Linked DNA regions of Mus musculus: all the other regions are linked to region 2. The links are chromatin contacts, called in public ChIA-PET maps. All regions are on one chromosome and are shown on one strand. Each heading gives the region's core, a stretch centred on a gene start, on an enhancer-like site or on the middle of the called end of the contact. The rest is flanking DNA. Distances are from core to core; before and after follow the strand shown.

Region 1 (3,148 bases), core at 298-2,797, 630 kb before region 2:
TGAGTTCAATTCCCAGCAACCACATGGTAGCTCACAAGCATCTGTAATGGGATCCGATGCCCTCCTCTGGTGTACTGAAGACAACAATAGGGTACTCATATACATAAGTATTTAAAAAACAAGGAAAAAAATGAACTATTGAGATGAGGACTATTCGATTGCTCCAGCTCCAGGTCCTCTAGCTGCTCCTCGAAGAGGTTTCACCCCAGATCTCAGGCTGCTGTCTAAGTGGATGATGAAAGGTCAACTTTAGGCTAGGACATATGGCAGCTATAAGAAATTTGTCAGCATCTGGCAGTTCTGAACCTGGGACCATTACTAATAGGAAATGAAAAAGATATTGTGTCAATTTCTATTTATTTAGCAACGAAAATAAACAGTAATGGTTGTCACTTTTAAAACCTTTTACAGTAGAAGTTGGCATTTGAAAATACTGGTACTGAAACTGTTGGGGGCGGGGGGCACTGCAGAGATGGCTCAGTGGTTAAGAGCATTTGTTGCTCTTGAAGAAAGCTGGATGGAGTTCAGTTTCCAGCAACCACTTTGGGGCAGCTCATAACCGCCCATACCTTTAGCTCCAGGGAATCTGACACCGTCTTCTGACTTCCTCAGACACCCACACACGTGTGTGTATCCACATACAGCCACAAATAAAGGCGGGATGACCGCCTGGCATCCCGGCCTTCACTCTGCCGCTGAGGGCACAGAGATAAGTTATGGTCCTTAACCTGCAGTCACCCAGGATTCATGGAAGGACAGCCCTTCACAGAAGCAGGAGCTATCTCCAGAGAAACACCTAGTCCCCTTCAGGTCTCAAATGAGCGGAGACAAAGATGGGCGGGGCCCACCTTACATTAGGCTGCTGTGTTTAAGCTTTTTTTTTTTTTGGTCTGGCCTTCCTCTATTTAAGCCTAAAGCTCCTGTCCAAAGATCAATTGGGGTAGGAGTGTCCTAGACCCTTCATCTGTCCCGCTTCTACGGTGCCCGCACTGACGAAATCTCTCTCGGCTTTTTCCTACTAACCAACCATCGATGTCCTGAGACTAGCGGGGGGACGGCCCTAAAGACTGGAATTTTGGGACTTCACTGTGAACACGGGGGCGTGGGACAGGCAGGCGAAGAGTAAATAGATTGAGACCCCACTTTCCAAGACTCGGGAAAGCCCAGCCATGGCTGAAGGGCGGGAACCCACAACCAAGAAGCCAGCGTCCCAAGTCCTAAGGTGGGTCGGCCATGACGCCCCAAGTCCTGAGGTGAGTCGGTCAGGCCGCCGCGAGGGCAGATGGGAAGCGAGGGGACCCAGGACACCCAGGACACCGGACAGCACCGGGATCGGGCCGCAGACACCAGCTACGGAGGCCTTCCCTGCGGCTGGTACTGGTTGGCTGTAGCCAGCGTCGGCCGGAACGCTCACCATTTCCGAATTTCTGCTGTCCCGCATCGTCGTCGTCTGCACCTCATAAGGACGCTAGCTACAGCGGAGCCACCATACACAACTGTGAGCCAGACATAGAACCTGAAGAAACGGAACCTGAACAAGAACTAAACAGTGAAAAGAACCAAACACCGCGAGAGTAAAGCATCCTGCCCCGCCCCTCCGCTCGAGCTGCGGCCTGATTGGACAATTCCACTCTGATAGACGAAGGGTTTGGACACGCCCCCAATCCTTGAGTGATTAGGGATGTAATCTAACCTTTGACAGAGAGATACTTACGGGACAAGATTTGTTTGCACTCTAGCAATGGCCCTGCCAGGACAGGACACACTTGTACTTTACCTACAGAAACATATCCATGGAACAATAACATATAGATAGATAGATAGAGAGAGAGATAGAGATAGAGATAGATAGATAGATAGATAGATAGATAGATAGATAGATAGATAGATATACACATATACATACACACACACACATATGCTATTTACAACTGGAAATTCCTAACATGACAATTATTTGAAATTTTTATTGTGAATACATTGAGACAGGGAGGGTCTCGTGTAGCTTGCCTCAAATACAGTTCAGGCCAGCCTTGAACCCCCGGATCTGCTTGCCTCCATCTTTGGAGTGCTAGAAGGACATGTGTGCTATTATGCATCACTGGGGATCCTGCTAAGGACTTCTTGTATTCTAAACAAGGACTCTGCCAACTGAGCCAGAGCCCTCATTTTTAAAAATTTAGATGTCATAATCTTCCTAGCTTGAGGACTGTAATGGCTATTGTTGGTTGTCACCTTGGCTACGTCTAGAATCAACTAAAACCCGAGAGGCTGGGAATGCTTGTGAGCGATTTTTCTTGACTGGATCATCTGAGGTTAGAGGACCTACTCTAACCCTGAAGCACACCTTCATGACAGGCTATATGATGCAATGTGGAAGAAGGAAGCTCCTGCTCCTTACCTGCTTGTCTCCCCTCCCATTGGCAAGTCTGTCTCCCCTGCCACCAAAGCATGCCTTTGCTGCTATTAGAATCTACTTCTTTAGGGTTCCAGTGTCTACTGAGGACCAACAGAGACATCCGTCCCCATGGGTTGCCCACAGCTCTCTGTTGGGGGACAGCTAGTATCGAACTAGCTGAACCACAGCCTGTAAAGCACTCTAATAAATTATATATATACTATCAGCTCTGTTCATCTAGAGAGCTCTGGCCAAAACAAGGAGCTAGCCTGAGCTTTAAAAGGGAAGGCACTCCTCTAAGATAGCAATGTTGAATAGAAGTTTTGTTTGTTTGGTTTTTTTTTTTTTTTTTTTTTTTTTTTGGTTTTTCGAGACAGGGTTTCTCTGTGTAATGTTGGCTGTCCTGGAACTCACTCTGTAGACCAGGCTGGCCTTGAACTCAGAAATCCGCCTGCCTCTGCCTCCCAAGTGCTGGGACTAAAGGCATGCGCCCCCACTGCCCAGCTTCGAATAGAAGTTAATGAAGGGCCACATCTATAATTTTTTTTTAAAGGGTGAAGCACTCCAATGCCAATTTATTTTAATCGGGCTCTGTGTTATCTATGGTTTGCCTCTTTCCCTTATAATCGCACAACCTTTGAAAATTACATAAGTTGTAATGATCTAATACTATTAATAGCCATTCAGAAAAAAAAGTCCCCTCCCGCCCAACAACCATCCAGGGGAAATTTAAAGTCCTCATTAGAGGCC
Region 2 (3,076 bases), core at 531-3,030:
GGTGCCCAGCAACCAGGAAAGGAGGTGGGGGGGGAGAGAGAAAGTGAGAGTGAGAGAGAGAGAGAGAGAGAGAGAAGAAGAAGAAGAAGAAGAAGAAGAAGAAGAAGAAGAAGGAAGAGGAGGAGGAGGAAGAGGAGGAGGGGGAGGAGGAAGAAGAGGAAGAGGAGAAGAGGAAGAGGAGGAGGAAGAGGAAGAGGAGGAGGAGGAGAGAGAGTGTGTGTGATATGCCTAGTGTGTCTGGAAAGACCATTCACTGTGCTTGGCTTATGGGAATAAAGATGCCATGCTCAGAAACCAGGTCTGGAGTCACAGTTGAAAGCAGGCCTGAAACAACACAGTGCCCACTTGCCCTCCTCTCCGCTTATAATTTGTGTTTCCCGCCAGGCAGTAAGGAGGACCTAGGGTGGGTCTCGGCTTTGTCAGTATAAGTGAAGGACCTTCATAGATGTGGTGGGCTAGGAGAGAAGCAGTCAGGATGTATAGGATGAGGCAGAAGGGGTGAAGTGTCTGTTACAAGAAGACAAAGGTGCTGAACTTAGCACAACGCTCACACTCCTGATGAAGAAACAGGACTGAAAGGGTGACTGACTCACTTGTGTCAAGTCACCTGGGGACTTGGGTGCTTTGACCTGATGAATGGCTCAGACTTCGACGAAGCAGGTAACTCATGCCACCCTGAGGAGGGGAGCAGAAGCCTTGGGGTAGCCACGGCTCATGGGGCTGTCTATAAGTTAATCGGTTCATTTACAAATCCATTCAAAATTCTTTTACTTAAAATCTGTTGGTGGCTTACTTCCCACAGCACTAAGGAGGCTGCCTTTAGGCTCTTTGTAGTCCTACAGGCCCTGACCTTGGATTAAAATTCAGCATGCTTTTTTTTTTTTTTTTTGGTTTTCCGAGACAGGGTTTCTCAGTGTAGCCCTGGCTGTCCTGGAACTCACTCTGTAGACCAGGCTGGCCTGGAACTCAGACATCCGCCTGCCTCTGCCTCCCAAGTGCTGGGATTAAAGGCGTGTGCCACCACTGCCTGGCTAACATGCCCACTTCTTATCCCATTGGGTATGTATGGCCTCCTTACACTTGTGCTTATTCATCAAGAGCACTCCTGCCTCGGGGCACCCACACTTGTCTTTTCCTCTCAAAGAATGCTCTTCCATGCGCTGCTGGTGCAGGCTCCTTCCTGCTCTTCAGCGATTTGTTCAGACAGGCCTTCTCTCACTCGCAGCTAAATCCATCACTGCACCTGCTGATTTTCTTCCTAGCACTTATTTCGCTCTAAAATTATCTTCGTTATGGACCTGATCATTGTTGGCTGTCTGAGTCTCCCCTACACAATGCCAGCTCCTTGACAGGCAGGAACCGCACTGCTTCGGTACCCAACAAGGTGCCACATGTGCCGTGACTACATTTTTTACATCTAACTTGAGGAAATTTGAAACGGATTCTCCAACCAAAGAAACAGTCACAGGTGAGGGCCACATGGTGGTGGAATGAGCGGGGGACGGGGAGAGGCCTGGCCCAAGTCTAAGTCCAAAATCCTCAGCGAGTGATGAGCAGACCATGTCCTGTGGCTGTCCCCAGGCCTTTCTCGCCGGGCTGCACCTTCAGGCCCTCTGCCAAGCCCCTGCCCCCAGACAGACATGGGGCGTGCAGTGGGGCGCGCGGGCGCCAGGGGGCGCTGTCGGGGCGCGAACGGCCCACCTGGCACCCGAGGCCACGAGCGAGAGCTGCCTGGCCGCCCGGGAACTTTTTTCCTCGCGCTCTCGCTCTCCTGCTCCCCCCGCACGTCGCCCGCCCGCCCGCCGCTCTTCCTGTGTGGAGGGGATCGCATTTCTCTCGGGCTCCCGCGGGCATCAGGCAGGCCCGGCAGGGTGCGCGGTCAGGGCCCGCTACGCGCGCCGCCGGCTCCCGGCGCCCCGGTGCCACCCCCGCTCGCGCCTGGGCTCGGACAGGCCGCTTGCAGAGCCAGGCGGTGGTGGCGGTGGTGGCGGCGGTGGCCAGGGTAGCTGGCTGCCTTGTCGAGGTCCGAGGAAGGGGCCCCGCGGCCCACCCTCTTTCCCGCCCGGGCGGCCGTCGTGCCGGACACCCATGGGCGCGCGGGCCTCCGGGCCGCGAAGTCGCAGCGCCGGACGCCGGGCCCCGGAGTGACCGCGGGCTCCGAGGTGAGCGGGGAGCCCGGCGCGGGGACAAGGACCTGGGCGGGGGCGGCGCGAGGCGTGGGGACCCAGCGGGCAGGGGTCCGGGCGGGGGCCGAGCGCGCGTGGGGCGCGGACGCGGGGTCGCGCGGCCTGGCTTTGTGTGGCGCCGGCGTGAGGCCGCTGGTGGCCGTGTAGGAGCTGCATGAGGGGATTCTGGAGAGTCGGTGGCCCGCCGGGCGCCGGTGCTGGGACCTGAGGCCCAGTGTCACCGAGTGTGGGGCGGGGACGTGGGGCGGTGCAGCGAGGGCCCGAGGGAGCTTTGTGAGTGCGTTCTGGGTGGGGACGGGGAGCCGGAGGCTCGGGGTGTAGCCTGCTCCCGGGTGTCCGGACTGCGAGGGCCGCTCGTGGTGACACAGGACGCGGCGGTCGCCGCGTGTCCCCGCCTGGGCCTGTGCGCAGGCCCCGCACTGACCAGGAAACGGTCCCCGCGACCCAGGAGTCCCTTCGTGGCCAGGCCCTGGGCGCACGGGCCTTTTGGGGTGACGCCACCGGCTGGAGCCCGGGACACGCGAGCTTGGTGCCCTTCCGAAAGCGGCGCGGCGGCCAGGCCCGTGGGCCCTTTCGAGGCCGAGTCCCACGCCTTTTGGAGGCAAGAAGACCTGTGGGGGGGGGATACTGGGCCGAGCGCGGCAGGGGCGAGGGCTTGGCAGGGCTGGGAGGTGACATTTGGAGCTCTGGTCACAACTGGAGGCCTTCAAGGAGGAGCAGAGGGGAAGCGAAACACAAGGCAGGCTCCAGGTCGCGGCGGCCCCAGTTTCCCGGGGCGCCCGTTTTTCCCAGCGACCAGCTAGCTAGCTCCTCTTGGGGCTCCCGGTCGCTCATTCACACAGCAGGGCGGGAGTGCAGCCAGGAGCTGTGCCTGCGTCCCGGGAACCCAG
Region 3 (2,826 bases), core at 12-2,511, 900 kb before region 2:
AATAGGAGAGGGCAGTTTACTGGGACCATTGTACAGAGACAGGTTGCAGAGAAAGAACAAACTAGCCAGGTGAAGACAGAACGAGCCAGAAAATGAGCCAGAGATTAGAACATAATACCAAAGGTCGTATGAGGCCAAGCAGAGCAATTCGGGGGAAGCTGGAAGAAGCCAATTTGAATCATTCAGTGTGGAGGAGTCTGAGCCAGAATAGCTGAGTTGACCACCCAGCTAGATAGAGTTCAGAAGAGCATTAAAGGGTGAGCTTATTCAGCAATAGGTCTCAGAGGTTGAAAACATTCTAGGCCAAGATAAGATTGTATGGAGGCTAGAAGCTTCCAGGACAAGGCCTGGGTTAGCAGACAGAGGCGGTAAGCTTCAGAAATGACAATTACATCAGGCAAATAAAGGATACGTTTCCACTTTATTGTGCAGCTCCCCTTGGGACCATCCATTCATCCCGAGTATGATCTTGTTCTGAGGAATCTGTCCCAACTGTGTCCTCTAAAGCCAGGCCATGACCTCAGGGCTCATACCAAGAGCCTCACAAGCTGTGGCAGGTACTCAACGTGTTCAGGATGAAGACATAAAAATGAGGCTGTCTTGGTCTATTTGGGATGCTAGAGAGTTCCAGGATGGGTATTTTTTCAGACTAGGGATGAAACCCAAGACCATCATGTTAAGCAAGTGATCTGTCATTAAGATGTAGCTCAGTTTCTGTTCATTTTGAGGCGCAGCCTCAGTAAATTGCCCAGTAAAGCTTCACCTGCAGAGAACACAGATCGCTCTGGTTTAGGGATGCTTTGGCTTTCATGTCACATACGCATATTCTGTCACCCAGAGCATGGAAGAGTGAATCCATGTTTCTTTGGTGACTTTATCTGTCCCTCTGTTCCGTGAAGGTTTGCCATTATTTAACTTAGTTTCAACAGTGACCCGGGACCTTTGGAGTTAGCATTCTTGGCTTTCCAGAAAGCAAGGGGCCGGCCCCTCCTGGTGTCACTAAGGTTTTGTAGTGTCCCCTTCCACCGAGATTCCTTCACACGAGAGTTATCAGGTGGGATAGCACAGCCGCCTTTTTGAGGAGCTATTGCGCAGGCGCACGTGGCACTAGGATGAAGGATGCGCCAGAGAAGCCCTGAACGCCCTTTAGAAAGAGGATCTTGATTGATAAGGCCCTCGGATACGCAGTGCGCAGGCGCACGGGCACGTTAGCGAGAGCGCAGGCGCGCGCGGGGGCGCGAGAGTGACGTCACGGCGTGCGTCCGGAGTGCTGCGGGAAGTCCGACTAGAGACCGCGGGTACTGAAGGCTGTGCAGTGGCTCCAGCGCCATGTTCGGCTCCAATCGCGGTGGCGTGCGTGGCGGACAAGACCAGTTCAATTGGGAGGACGTGAAGACTGACAAGCAGAGGGAGAACTACTTGGGCAACTCGCTGATGGCGCCAGTAGGCCGCTGGCAGAAGGGCCGCGACCTCACCTGGTACGCGAAGGACCGCGCGCCGTGTACCGGCCCGAGCCGTGAGGAAGAGCTGGCAGCCGTGCGCGAGGCGGAGCGTGAGGCGCTGCTGGCCGCACTGTAAGTGCCTGGTCTGCGGGGCGACCGCAAGCCCCGAGGGCGGGATCTGGGTGGCCCTGGGGCGGGGCTGGATGTGGGCGGGGCACAGGAAAGAAGGGGACCGAGGGGCCAGACCCTTGATGAGCATTCCTGACCTTTGCTCGCAGTGGTTACAAGAACGTGAGGAAACAGCCCACCGGCCTGAGCAAGGAGGTGAGTCTGAGATATGGGTTCGAGGTCCGCGGGGTGGTTGGGGGGGGGTGGGGGGGTCCGTCTGTCTCGGCCTAGAACCTCCTATCTTACCCTGCTTTCGCAGGACTTCGTGGAGATCTGCAAACGGGAAGGAGGAGACCCCGAGGAGAAGGGCGTGGACCGGCTCCTGGGCTTGGGCAGCGCCAGGTTAGGCTAGTTGGGGAGTCCAGGGTAGGCCTGGGCGGTGATTGAGAACTGTCCTCAAATGCTCTGTCCCCTGCAGTGGCTCCGCGGGCCGTGTGGCGCTATCCCGAGAAGACAAAGAGGCTGCCAAACTTGGGCTGTCAGTGTTCACGGTAAACCCTGTCAAGCCCAATGCACAGGATCCTGGGGTTTAGAGGTGTCTGAGATGTGGGGCAGGATTCCCTGGGTGTTCCTCACCACGGCTACTCATGTCATACAGCACCACCGTGTGGACAGCGAAGGCCCAAGCACTGCCCCAACTGCTCCCAGGAAGAAGCCTCGCGCTGAGGACAAGGTCGAACCGGAGTAAGTTGAGTCTGCCTCCCTGTGCATAAAGGGGCAGACTGCCTTAGCTCTCTTAGTTTGACTGAAGTAGGCGGACCTCCATCTCTGGGCTGGAGTCTCAGTAGCTGCCATAGGTGACCCAGCAGGGTGACGCTCAGGACCATGATACTGGCCAGTTTGGTGGGAGGTGCTTGTGGGGTGGGCGGCACACAACTTTCTTTAATCCCAGCATTTGGTAGACAGCAGGCTGATCTCTCAGAGTTCTCACAAGCTGGTACGTGTGTCTGGTTACTTCTACTTTTGTGTCATCTCAACTTTGTACCTAGGTAAAATAGTGAGTTCCAAGCTAGACAAGGCTGCATAATGAGAACTTGTCTCCAAGGAGAGAGGAGGCTCACCAGGTTGGCAGCATTCCAGCACTCATCTTTGTGGCCATGGAGCCTAATAAGCTCATTTATAAATATGAACTCCCGACATGTAGATATTATCAGTGCACAATGGATCCTGTTCTAGTCTGCCTTTCCCTGCTGGGTGAGACTACCCCACAGTCGAG

Evidence for each region. ChIA-PET counts read pairs in DNA pulled down with a chosen protein or histone mark.
Region 1: a contact with region 2 is called in an RNA polymerase II ChIA-PET map of memory CD8 T cells, with 10 read pairs. The contact joins the promoter of Zfp867 here to the promoter of Rai1 in region 2. A contact is called at or near these places in 1 of 39 promoter capture datasets (embryonic stem cells) and 2 of 115 datasets of contacts at active chromatin or transcription factors (extraembryonic endoderm stem cells and memory CD8 T cells).
Region 3: a contact with region 2 is called in an RNA polymerase II ChIA-PET map of memory CD8 T cells, with 11 read pairs. The contact joins the promoter of 2310033P09Rik here to the promoter of Rai1 in region 2. A contact is called at or near these places in 1 of 39 promoter capture datasets (pre-B cells), 1 of 484 Hi-C or Micro-C datasets (CD4 T cells) and 3 of 115 datasets of contacts at active chromatin or transcription factors (effector CD8 T cells, memory CD8 T cells and pancreatic cancer cells).

The regions. Positions count from the first base shown.
Region 1 is chr11:59,470,927-59,474,074 of GRCm38.p6, forward strand. It overlaps Zfp867 (zinc finger protein 867), which reads right to left and starts at 1,548. Exons shown (of 4, transcript NM_178417.3): 1 at 1,415-1,548. The coding sequence starts at 1,441.
Region 2 is chr11:60,103,233-60,106,308 of GRCm38.p6, forward strand. It overlaps Rai1 (retinoic acid induced 1), which reads left to right and starts at 1,781. Exons shown (of 6, transcript NM_009021.2): 1 at 1,781-2,162.
Region 3 is chr11:59,207,100-59,209,925 of GRCm38.p6, forward strand. 2310033P09Rik (RIKEN cDNA 2310033P09 gene) reads left to right here and starts at 1,262. Exons shown (of 7, transcript NM_024210.2): 1 at 1,262-1,574; 2 at 1,721-1,766; 3 at 1,870-1,952; 4 at 2,029-2,101; 5 at 2,209-2,294. The coding sequence starts at 1,330.